Regions from separate parts of the Mus musculus genome. Here region 1 is linked to region 2. The links are chromatin contacts, called in public promoter capture Hi-C maps. All regions are on one chromosome and are shown on one strand. The core of a region is the stretch at or near the end of the contact, and the rest is flanking DNA. Distances in the headings are between cores, read along the strand shown. Region 1 has its middle 28 kb from the start of Gm20742. Region 2 holds the start of Ralbp1 (ralA binding protein 1).

Region 1 (4,814 bases), core at 575-3,074, 330 kb after region 2:
GGGCAGCTCTTACAGAGGACAACATTTGACTGGGGCTGGCTTACAGGCTCAGAGGTTCAGTCCATTATCATCAAGGCAGGAAGCTTGGCAGTATCTAGGTAGGCATGGTGCTAGAGGAGCTGAGAGTTCTACATCTTTTAAAGGCAAACAAAAGGCTGGCATCCACGTGTCTCGGAAGAGGATCTTAAAGTCCATGCCCCCACAGTGACACACTTCCTCCAACAAGGCCACACCACCTAATAGTGCCTTTCCCGGGGCCAAGCATATTTAAACCACCACATGGCTGTTGAGGGCACTCATTAAAACTACCTAGTGAGGACCGAAGAGAGACAGCTTAGCAGTTAAATGTACTGGGCACGCCCCCTCTGGATTCCAGTCCAAGCACCCACATGGTGGTTTACAACTGTCTGTGAATCCACTTGCTGGGATTGAGTGGCATCCTGTGGCTCTCACAAGTACTACATTCACATGGACCACAGACATACACACAGGCAACACGCACGCACACACGCACTAAAATCAAAGGCTGCATAGCAAGACCCCATGCTAACAAGGGCGCTACCAGCTAAGTGGTGTGGTGAAGCAGGACTGTGGCTGGCAGGCAACTTTGGCTCTTGCCCCTGGCTCAGCAGCTGCCTTGAACATCACTGGTACTGTTGTTTCTTTGACAAAACAGTTGGATGGGCTTAGGGAACACTGTAGGCCAGGTTGTTCTTGGTCAAGGGTGATCCACAATTGTCTCCCATGGTTTTAGATTCTCAATCTAAAGTGTTAACTCAGGAAGAAAGCCCCTGTGTGCAAAGTAGAAATCCTGTGTATTGTCAGACAACAACAGTAATCAGTTTTACAAATGATAGAAGTTCACGCCTGCTCATCACAGGCAGTGATGTCTTCAGCAGGGGTGGAGCAGGGGGAGGGTGCAGAGTGCTGACTGTTCTTGGAGATGGTCTGAATTTGGTTCCAGCACTCAAGTCCAGGGACTCACAATGGCCTGTAACTCTAGTTCCACGTTGACCTAGGGCCATCTATGGGTCGTTATAGGCACCTGCACACATATATGTGTGCCCTCACACAGAGACACCCACATATACAGAGTTAAAAGTAACCCTTTTCAAAAGGAAAATAAATCTGAAATGGAAATTTTCAGAAATAAACACTGTACATATTTTAAATTTTAGGTCAATCTGAGTGGCATGGCGAGAACTCAGGCTATCCCATGAGATTCCTCGGAGAAAACTATGGGCTACTCTTTTTATCCACTTAGCAAACTTTTGTCCATGCCGAAGGAATATATTTAATCAAAATGGAAGAAGATAACCCACAAATTAATCTGGCATTTGAGTTTATCCTTAATAAGATCATATGGGTGTGCTGGCAAGGCAGTGCATTGGTTATGTGCCCTGGCTGCTCTTGCAGAGGGCCAGCACCTATGCTGTGGCTAATGATCACTTGACAGTCCGGCTCCAGCGGATCAACACATTCTTCTAGTTCCTCACTGCAGTGGTGTATAGTCATACAAGCAGACAAAACACTCATACATGCAAAATGAAAAAAAAATTTTTTTTTAAAAAAAGAAATCACATGCGTGCCTCACAGGGCAGCTGTCAGGACACACTGACTGAGGGGGACAGCTTAGGAGGGGACATGTTAGCCCTCTGGCCTTTTCTGAGGACTCCCGACCTTCTGGGCTCCACTTCTTGTCCCCATTCACTCTCCCCTGCAGACAAATGTAAAGGAAGAACATCCAGTGCTTGAGGAGCCTGCTGAGGGCCCCGCCTCCTCTTCTGAGCTGCACATATTGGCCCCGCCTCCTCTTCTGAGCTGCACATATTGGCCCCGCCTCCTCTTCTGAGCTGCACTTATTGGGCACTTTTCACACCCCAGCAGCATCAGAGAAGGAACCTGAACTAACAGGCAGAAAGCTGCCTTTCCCTGGCCCTGCAATTCCTTAAAGGTAACTCCGTAAACACTCTGTGTTAGAACCCTCACCTACCTGTGACGGCCTCTGCAAATGACGGATTTTGTTGTCACCTGCTTTACACAGACATCAGAAATGAAAAGTGAAGAAGTGCAAGGAAAAAAAAAAAAAAAAAAACCTAACCAGTGTGCTACCCGGCCACAGCTCATCGCTTGACTGTGAGCCACGTGCTGTCTCGAGAATGTGGAGTGCTGCTTTGCAGACAGCAGAAGTGCTTTCACGCGCTTTCACGGTCGGAATAACAAATAGCTTGGTGTTCCTTCCAGTTTTAGAAGGATAGTTAATTATTATGTAGAGACACGTTTTTTTTTTTTTTTTTTTTTTAAAAAAAGGACTCAAATCTACAACTATTGTCTCTAAACCCAACATTAAGTCCTGAGCAAAAAAAAAAAAAAAAAAAAAAAAAAAAAAAAGCATTTGACTGTCTGGGACTCAACTCTCCTGTTAGCGGTGACTCTGTGGATGTGCCAAGCCTGCGCTTCCCCAATCTATAGCAGAACACTTTTGGTTTCATGTTTGTCAAACTAATAATGTGTTTGCAAAATTCATGTGATGTAGAAATATCAGCAGGAAATAAAAACAGGACCAAGGGCCTCTCCTCCCATTGATACCAGACAAGGTCATCCTCTGCAACATATGCGGCTGGAGCCATGAATCCCACCATGTGTACTCTTTGGTTGGTGGTTTAGTTCCTGGGAGTTTCTGGGGGGGTGGGATATTCTGTTTGGTTAATATTGTTCTTCCTATGAGGTGGCAAACCCCTTCAGCTCCTTCAGTTCTTCTCCTAACTCTTCCACTAGGGTCCCCTGGCTCAGTCCAGTGGTTGGCTGTGAGTATCTGCATCTGTATTGGTCAGGTGCTGGCAAAGCCTCTCAGGGGACAGCCATACCAGATCTCTGTCGGCAAGCACTTCTTGGCATCGGCAATAGTGTCTGCGGGTGGGCTGGATGCCTAGGTGGGGCAGTCTCTGGATGGCCTTTTCTTTCCTTCAGTCTCTGCTTCATTTTTGTTGTTGTTGTTTCTGCATTTCGTTTAGACGGGAGCAATTCTGGGTTAACGTTTTTGAGATGGGTGGGTGGCCCCATCCGTCAACAGGGGGCCATGTCTATCTACTGGAGATGGTCTCTACAGGTTCTCTCTCCCCTTTGTTGGGTATTTCAGCTAATGTCATTCCTGTTGGGTCCTGGGAACCTCTTGCTTCCCTGGCATCTGGGACTTTGTAGTGGCTCTCCCCAGTTCCCAATCCCTCACTGCTACATATTTCTGTTCAATTTCCTCACCCTCTGTACTTCTTTCCTGTCTCTTCCCGTACCTGATCCTACTGCCCCTCCCGTTTTCCTTCCCCTTCTCTCACTCACATCTCTTCTGTCCCTGGGCAGCCAGCTCCACGTTGTTCTCACTCCTGCCCTAGGCTGCCATCTAGCGGATGTTTGTCGACTGTTTCTTGGTGAATCCTCATGTCTCTGATATGGTGGCATAAACTCATGAGCGGTGTTGTGTCTGTCATTGGAGACACAGAGGCCGTTTTCATGATGTCTCCCCTACCATTGTGAATGCGTTCAGTGAAGCAAGCCCAGGTCTCCATCCTATTTGCTCAGCCTGGCAGGGAACATAAGCAGAGCTTGTAGACAGCATGTCTTCCTGGCAATCATTTACAGTTCATAAGGATGGTAATTCTCCACTGATTAGCCACCTATAGTTAATTAATTCTCTTTTCGGGGCTGAAGAGATGGCTCAGCGGTTAAGAGCACTGACTGCTCTTCCAGAGGTCCTGAGTTCAATTCCTAGCAAACACATGATGGTTCACAACCATCTGTAATGAGATGTTTGCCTGTGAGTACCTGCATCTGTATTGATCAGGTGCTGGCATCAGCAATAGTGTCTGGGCATCGATAATGCCCTCTCCTGGTGTGTGTGTGAAGACAGCTACAGTGTACTTACATATAATAATAAATAAATCTTTGGGCTGGAGTGAGTGGGGCCAGAGTGAGCAGAGGTCCTGAGTTCAATTCTCAGCAACCACATGATGGCTCACAACCATTTTTACAGCTACTGATACATAAAATAAATCAATAAATCTTTTTTAAAAAAGAAGTCTCTTTTCTCCCTCTTTCCTTCTGTCTTTCCTACCGCCTCCACAAGTCTTTAATATAATCTTTGGATCCTCTCTTGCGGATTTTAAGGCAAAACCCACCCACATTCAGTCCCTGACTGTACAAGGGATATGATGGTAGATTCTGAAATCAATGGGTTGTGAGAAGCATCCAGGACAGACAGATGAGAGGGAAAGAAGTGATCTATTTTAATGCCCTACCTCCACTCTGCTTTCGATTGCATGATCCCAACTACATGATATTGGACACAGTCAAACCCAGAGAAGCAGAGAAAGAATAAGGCCAGAGCCCGTGGGAAGGGAGGGGAAGATAGGGACCTCGGTGACTATAAAGGCCCAGTTAGGTGAGTGTCGTAGTCAGGGTTACTATCTCTGTGATGAAACACCATGGCCAAAAGCAGCTTGGGGAGGGAAGGGTTATCACTGTTCAGCGTTGAAGCATCAGGACTGCTCAGCCCAGAGGTAGCACCACCAACCACCATGAATTGGGCCCTCCCAATCAATCATTCATTAAGAAAATGCCCTATATTCTTGCATACGGCCTGATCTGATGGAGGCATTTTATCAACTGAGGGTCCCTCCTCTCCAACGGCTCGAAGATTAAGATTAAGATTATCATCTTATGTCACAGCATCTCATATGTGGGTGTGCTCAGAGCTCCTGGGCCATCCCTGCAGAGACCCAGAGATGGCTCTGCCACAGAACCCAGAGCTCCTTAGTTAT
Region 2 (4,417 bases), core at 139-2,638:
CACTCTACTGACTGCAGACCTCTGAAAATGCTAACACCACTAACAGGAGTTCTTCATTTTGAAGAAGACATCCAGGACCTTGAAATCATCGAGATAATTCCTACTACAGAAAGTGATGGGACCTTTCCTTAAAGTGCTGTCTGAACACTAAACCAAAAGTAGGCTTATAACTTATCACTGAGTACTTTGTTAATAACGGCCAAGTATAGGTAATGCTACCCCAAAGCACCAGTGTTAGCCCACCCCCGTTCCATCAACACCACCAAAGCTGGGCAGTGCAACAGCTCAATGCCCACACTATAGCACTTCTGTCACAAGCACAGACCTCTAATGAAAACAGCTGTGATCTCTAAAAACCTTAGGGTACGCACGCTGCTCTCTCTGGAAGAATCCTTGTAATAATCTCCAAACTTGAACCAGCCCTACCTACTTCAGGAGACTGGAAAGTGGAGTAATTCGTCAAACCTGTTTCACAACGACATATTTAAAAGATGGAAAAAGAAAGCTGGCCTCGACTGAGAACACTCTGGTACGAAAACGCTTGAAAACGCCGTTGAGAATGGAGCTCCTAACTCCAGATCAGACAGAACACTTCTGAACCCTGGAACAAGTACCACTGCAAACAGGGTCGTCCCCTTGCCCAACGCCTGCCACGGGCGACAACAGGAGCTGTTCCCCCGACTCTACCCGGCAAACACGGAGACAGGTGGGCGAGCCAGATGCGCGAGGCAGATGCGACCCATAAACCGGAAGGCTTGCGTCAGGCCAGTCCCCGGCCGCAGCTCCGGCCAGGTGTGGCCCGCAGGGATGCCCCGAGGCCTGGAAGGGTCCGAGGAAGCAGCTGGACTCCCAACTAGCCTCTGGGTCCCAGAGCAACACAGGACACACCCGGGTGCTCCCAAGGAGGCCTGTCGGGCAGGCGGCGTGACCCACCCCAAAGGAGCAAGCTCCGGGGTGAAGCTTTCACGGACAACGTAAGGCGGGGCGGCCACGCCCCCCACCCCCAACTCCCATTCCGAGCCCGGGATCCCAAGCCCGGCACGCTGCGTGACAGGCGCGGGCGCGAGGCCGGGCGCCCGACGGCTCCCACGGACACCGCCGCAGCGTTGCGACCCCCGCGAGCGTCCGCTCCCCGCCACTGACCAGTGCCTGCCGCCGAGCGACCGTCCGCTCCGCTGCAGCCGCCGCCGCCTCCTCGCACTCACGCTTCCGCCACAACCGCCGCCTCCTGCGCTGCACCCCGGGCCGGCCGCGGGAGCCCCATTCCCACCCCGCCCAGCCTTCGCCTGTTTACAATGATTGGGACAGAACAGGACGAGCCGGCCCAGCGCGCACGCGCACGCCCTCCTCCCGCCGCAGCCGGCTTCCCGGGTCCTCGGCTCCTTGGCCGTGACGGCTAGGGCCGGCTAGGGCAAACGCCCCGCGTCCTCGCGTGGGGCACGCCGGGAGTTGTAGTTCTAGTTAACCCAACGCCCCGCTGCTGTAGGGCCCTTGTCTCCGACATAAACCACAACGCCCAGAAAGCACCGCGCCTCCCGAGCTGGAACTCGTTAAGGGGGAACAGGGAACCCGCGAGAGGATGCGCCAAACGCTAAGGCTCTGCAGGCGCCTGCGCAGTGTTCTGGGGAGCGAGTGGAACACACACACCTACCGGAGCGAATCCAAGTGAAAACAGTGTGGGAGCCCTGCGGAGCTCTGCTGGAAAGAAAGCGCGTTCCTCCCCAAGCTCTGGCCTGGTGTCCGCAGCTACTGAGAGTGACACTTTTCCCCCCAGCGTCTGCGTACTTTAAGTGGTTCCAACCAGTTAAACCAGCCTGGGCTGCTGACCCACCCCGCCTCTGGGCGGAGCACCTTGCTGGCCTTCTTTGGGCGGAGATCTTCCTTTGGAGAATTCTTGCCTGGGGGTTTGGAGAAAGGAGGCTTCTGGGGCCAGGGCTGGGCAATCCGCAGGACCCCTGAAGTGTGTTGACTTGCGGGAAACTGCTGGCTCCCACCCACTTGCCTCCGCAGTTAGCAATCCATACCCGAGTTAAAGCCGCACAGCATCACGTTCAGCTTACAAATAGAAACAGCTGCGTATCCTCCAGAAGTCCCCCACGAAGGACGGAAAACGTGTTGGCTGGTGCATACTGTAATAAACAGCACTCCATGGAATTATTCTGGGTTTATGACATTGGCAGTCAGAAGAGAGATGAGATTTCTAGTGTCTGCTTCTTCACTGATCCATCGTGTGCTACACTCCCAAGCCATCTTTGCTCAAATATGACAAGTCCATCCCCTTGTGCAAAAGAGTCACTCCCAGTGGAACACTGAGGTCCTAGAGGGACCTTTCCACAACCCCTGTAGCAATAAAACAGCCTCCATGAGAAGATGGCCTGTGAGTACGCCAGTTAAATTACTCCTTCCCGCTGGCAGTTCTGATTTGGTCAAGGGATAAGCACTGCCTGAGCGGGGCTTTATGGAGCCTTCCCTGGAATTGACATATGGGATAATGAGGTGGGGAAAGAGGCTTTTTTTTTTTTTTTTAACTGAGTAATTTACGTGTAACATCACGTGACTCGTTCACCGTGGAAGTGAATAAGGCTGAAAGCAGAGAAGTGGGGGACACAGCAAGGGAGAGGGAAAAGCAAGAGTGAAGACTGACTTCCTTCTGAGCCATAGTTTCTGCAGAGCCTTTAAGTGCCGCGTTTACGTGAGCCAATCCAGGAGTAATCTATGCACACTTTTTTTTATTATTTATTTGTGCTAATGGAGGTGCAAATAAAGAGCATATTTATTGGCTGTTTCTCAGCAGTCTTCCCTCCCCCTTAAGGAACACCACATAACCATTTCCGCTGGTAACTGTTTTAGAACTAGGCATCATGTCCAACCAGAGCCAATAACCCACAGAGACAGACCGAGGCTTCCACTAAACCGAAGCTTCCTCTCTGTTCTGGTGCAGTGAAGTACTTGAGGTCTGCAAAAGGAGGAACCATTTTTGTCTCCTATCAGAGAAAAGCTAAACAGAAGAGAACTCAGGGAGAGGATGAAGCTAATAATGTCAAACAAATGCAATGTGTTCCGGGACAGAAGGTAGGCAGGTCTATTTGCTGCCCGTTATAAAAAGTTTGGTTTTGTTTGTTTGTTTGTTTGTTTGTTTGTTTTTCAGTTCTACAGATTGAACCTAGGGCCTTAGCAATGCTAGGCAAACACTGGGCTACAGCTCTAGCACAAGACTTCCGGATCCAAACATTCTTCAGCTGTGATGCAAACCTTTTGCCTGTGCAACATTCATCTGAACTGACTTGCATCGCCCCCACGGGACTGAGGATAAGGAGAGCCGATGTGAACATAAAACTTGTTGCTCTACACCTACGCTGCGACCCTTTAATTCAGTCCCTCATGGTGTGGCAACCCGAACCAGAACATTCTTTTCATTGCTACTTCATAGCTGTAATTTTGCTACTGTTACGATTTATAATGTAAATATATGTTTTTCTGTGGTGTTAAGTGACCCCTGTGAAAAGGTCGTTTGATTCCAGGGGGTGGTGACCCACAGTTTGAGAACCACTGTTCTACAAGGGAAAAGGTGCTAGCCCTGTCCCAGAAGTCTGATAACCTCCATTAACACCCATGATCTTTGGCAGGCTAATGTATGAGCACTTTAAGTGTGATCAAAGCTTAGCTCCTTCCCAGTTATTGGCACTTTTTAATCTAATAATTGACTTAATCACATGAAATATGTAAGACGCCTCCTTTCCATATGCCAACCCTTCATCCCAGCACACACACATCATGTACATGCAAACAAACTTTTTTATCTCCCCCAATACACCTACTTTAGTAATTTGGATTACAACGCTATTCAATATTTACAGGGATAAGGCTACAAATGCATTTACAAGCACAGTTCAGTTGTGTGTGTGTGTGTGTGTGTGTGTGCATATGCCTGTGTGTGTGTGTGTGTGTGTGTGTGTGTGTGTGTGTGTGTGTGTGTTAGTTAAGAACAAGAAGGTACTATTGGATGGATCACAGGGCCCCCAATGGAGGAGCTAGAGAAAGTACCCAAGGAGCTAAAGGGATCTGCAACCCTATAGGGGGAACAACATTATGAACTAACCAGTACCCCGGAGCTCTTGACTCTAGCTGCATATGTATCAAAAGATGGCCTAGTCGGCCATCACTGGAAAGAGAGGCCCATTGGACTTGCAAACTTTATATGCCCCAGTACAGGGGAACGCCAGAGCCAAAAAGGGGGAGTGGGTGGGTAGGGGAGTGGGGGGGTGGGTATGGGGGACTTTTGGGATAGTATTGGAAATGTAAATGAGGAAAACACCTAATTAAAAAAAAAATGAGAAGGTACTCCAAAGTTTGATAGACCACTATGGGGATACCTGCACAAATTAAAACTGATAATGCTCCCTCATATGTATATAAT

The links. Promoter capture Hi-C pulls out the DNA fragments that hold promoters and counts their contacts.
Region 1: a contact with region 2 is called in a promoter capture Hi-C map of pre-B cells, with 4 times the contacts expected there. The contact joins the enhancer-like site here to the promoter of Ralbp1 in region 2. A contact is called at or near these places in 5 of 39 promoter capture datasets (the 3T3-L1 cell line, the C10 cell line, the HPC-7 cell line and 2 more), 2 of 15 datasets of contacts at CTCF or cohesin (embryonic stem cells and large pre-B cells), 21 of 484 Hi-C or Micro-C datasets (B cells, the C10 cell line, the C2C12 cell line and 12 more), 7 of 115 datasets of contacts at active chromatin or transcription factors (embryonic stem cells, large pre-B cells, pro-B cells and 1 more) and 1 of 9 other capture datasets (embryonic stem cells).

Annotation. Positions count from the first base shown.
Region 1 is chr17:66,218,062-66,222,875 of GRCm38.p6, forward strand. No RefSeq gene overlaps it. Among named protein-coding and RNA genes, the nearest start is that of Gm20742, 28 kb to the left of the region's middle. Within about 2 kb of position 1,825, at least 3 of the 459 cell types and tissues checked have an H3K27ac peak or open chromatin away from gene starts, as enhancers often do.
Region 2 is chr17:65,883,535-65,887,951 of GRCm38.p6, forward strand. It overlaps Ralbp1 (ralA binding protein 1), which reads right to left and starts at 1,389. Exons shown (of 10, transcript NM_001198949.1): 1 at 1,144-1,389.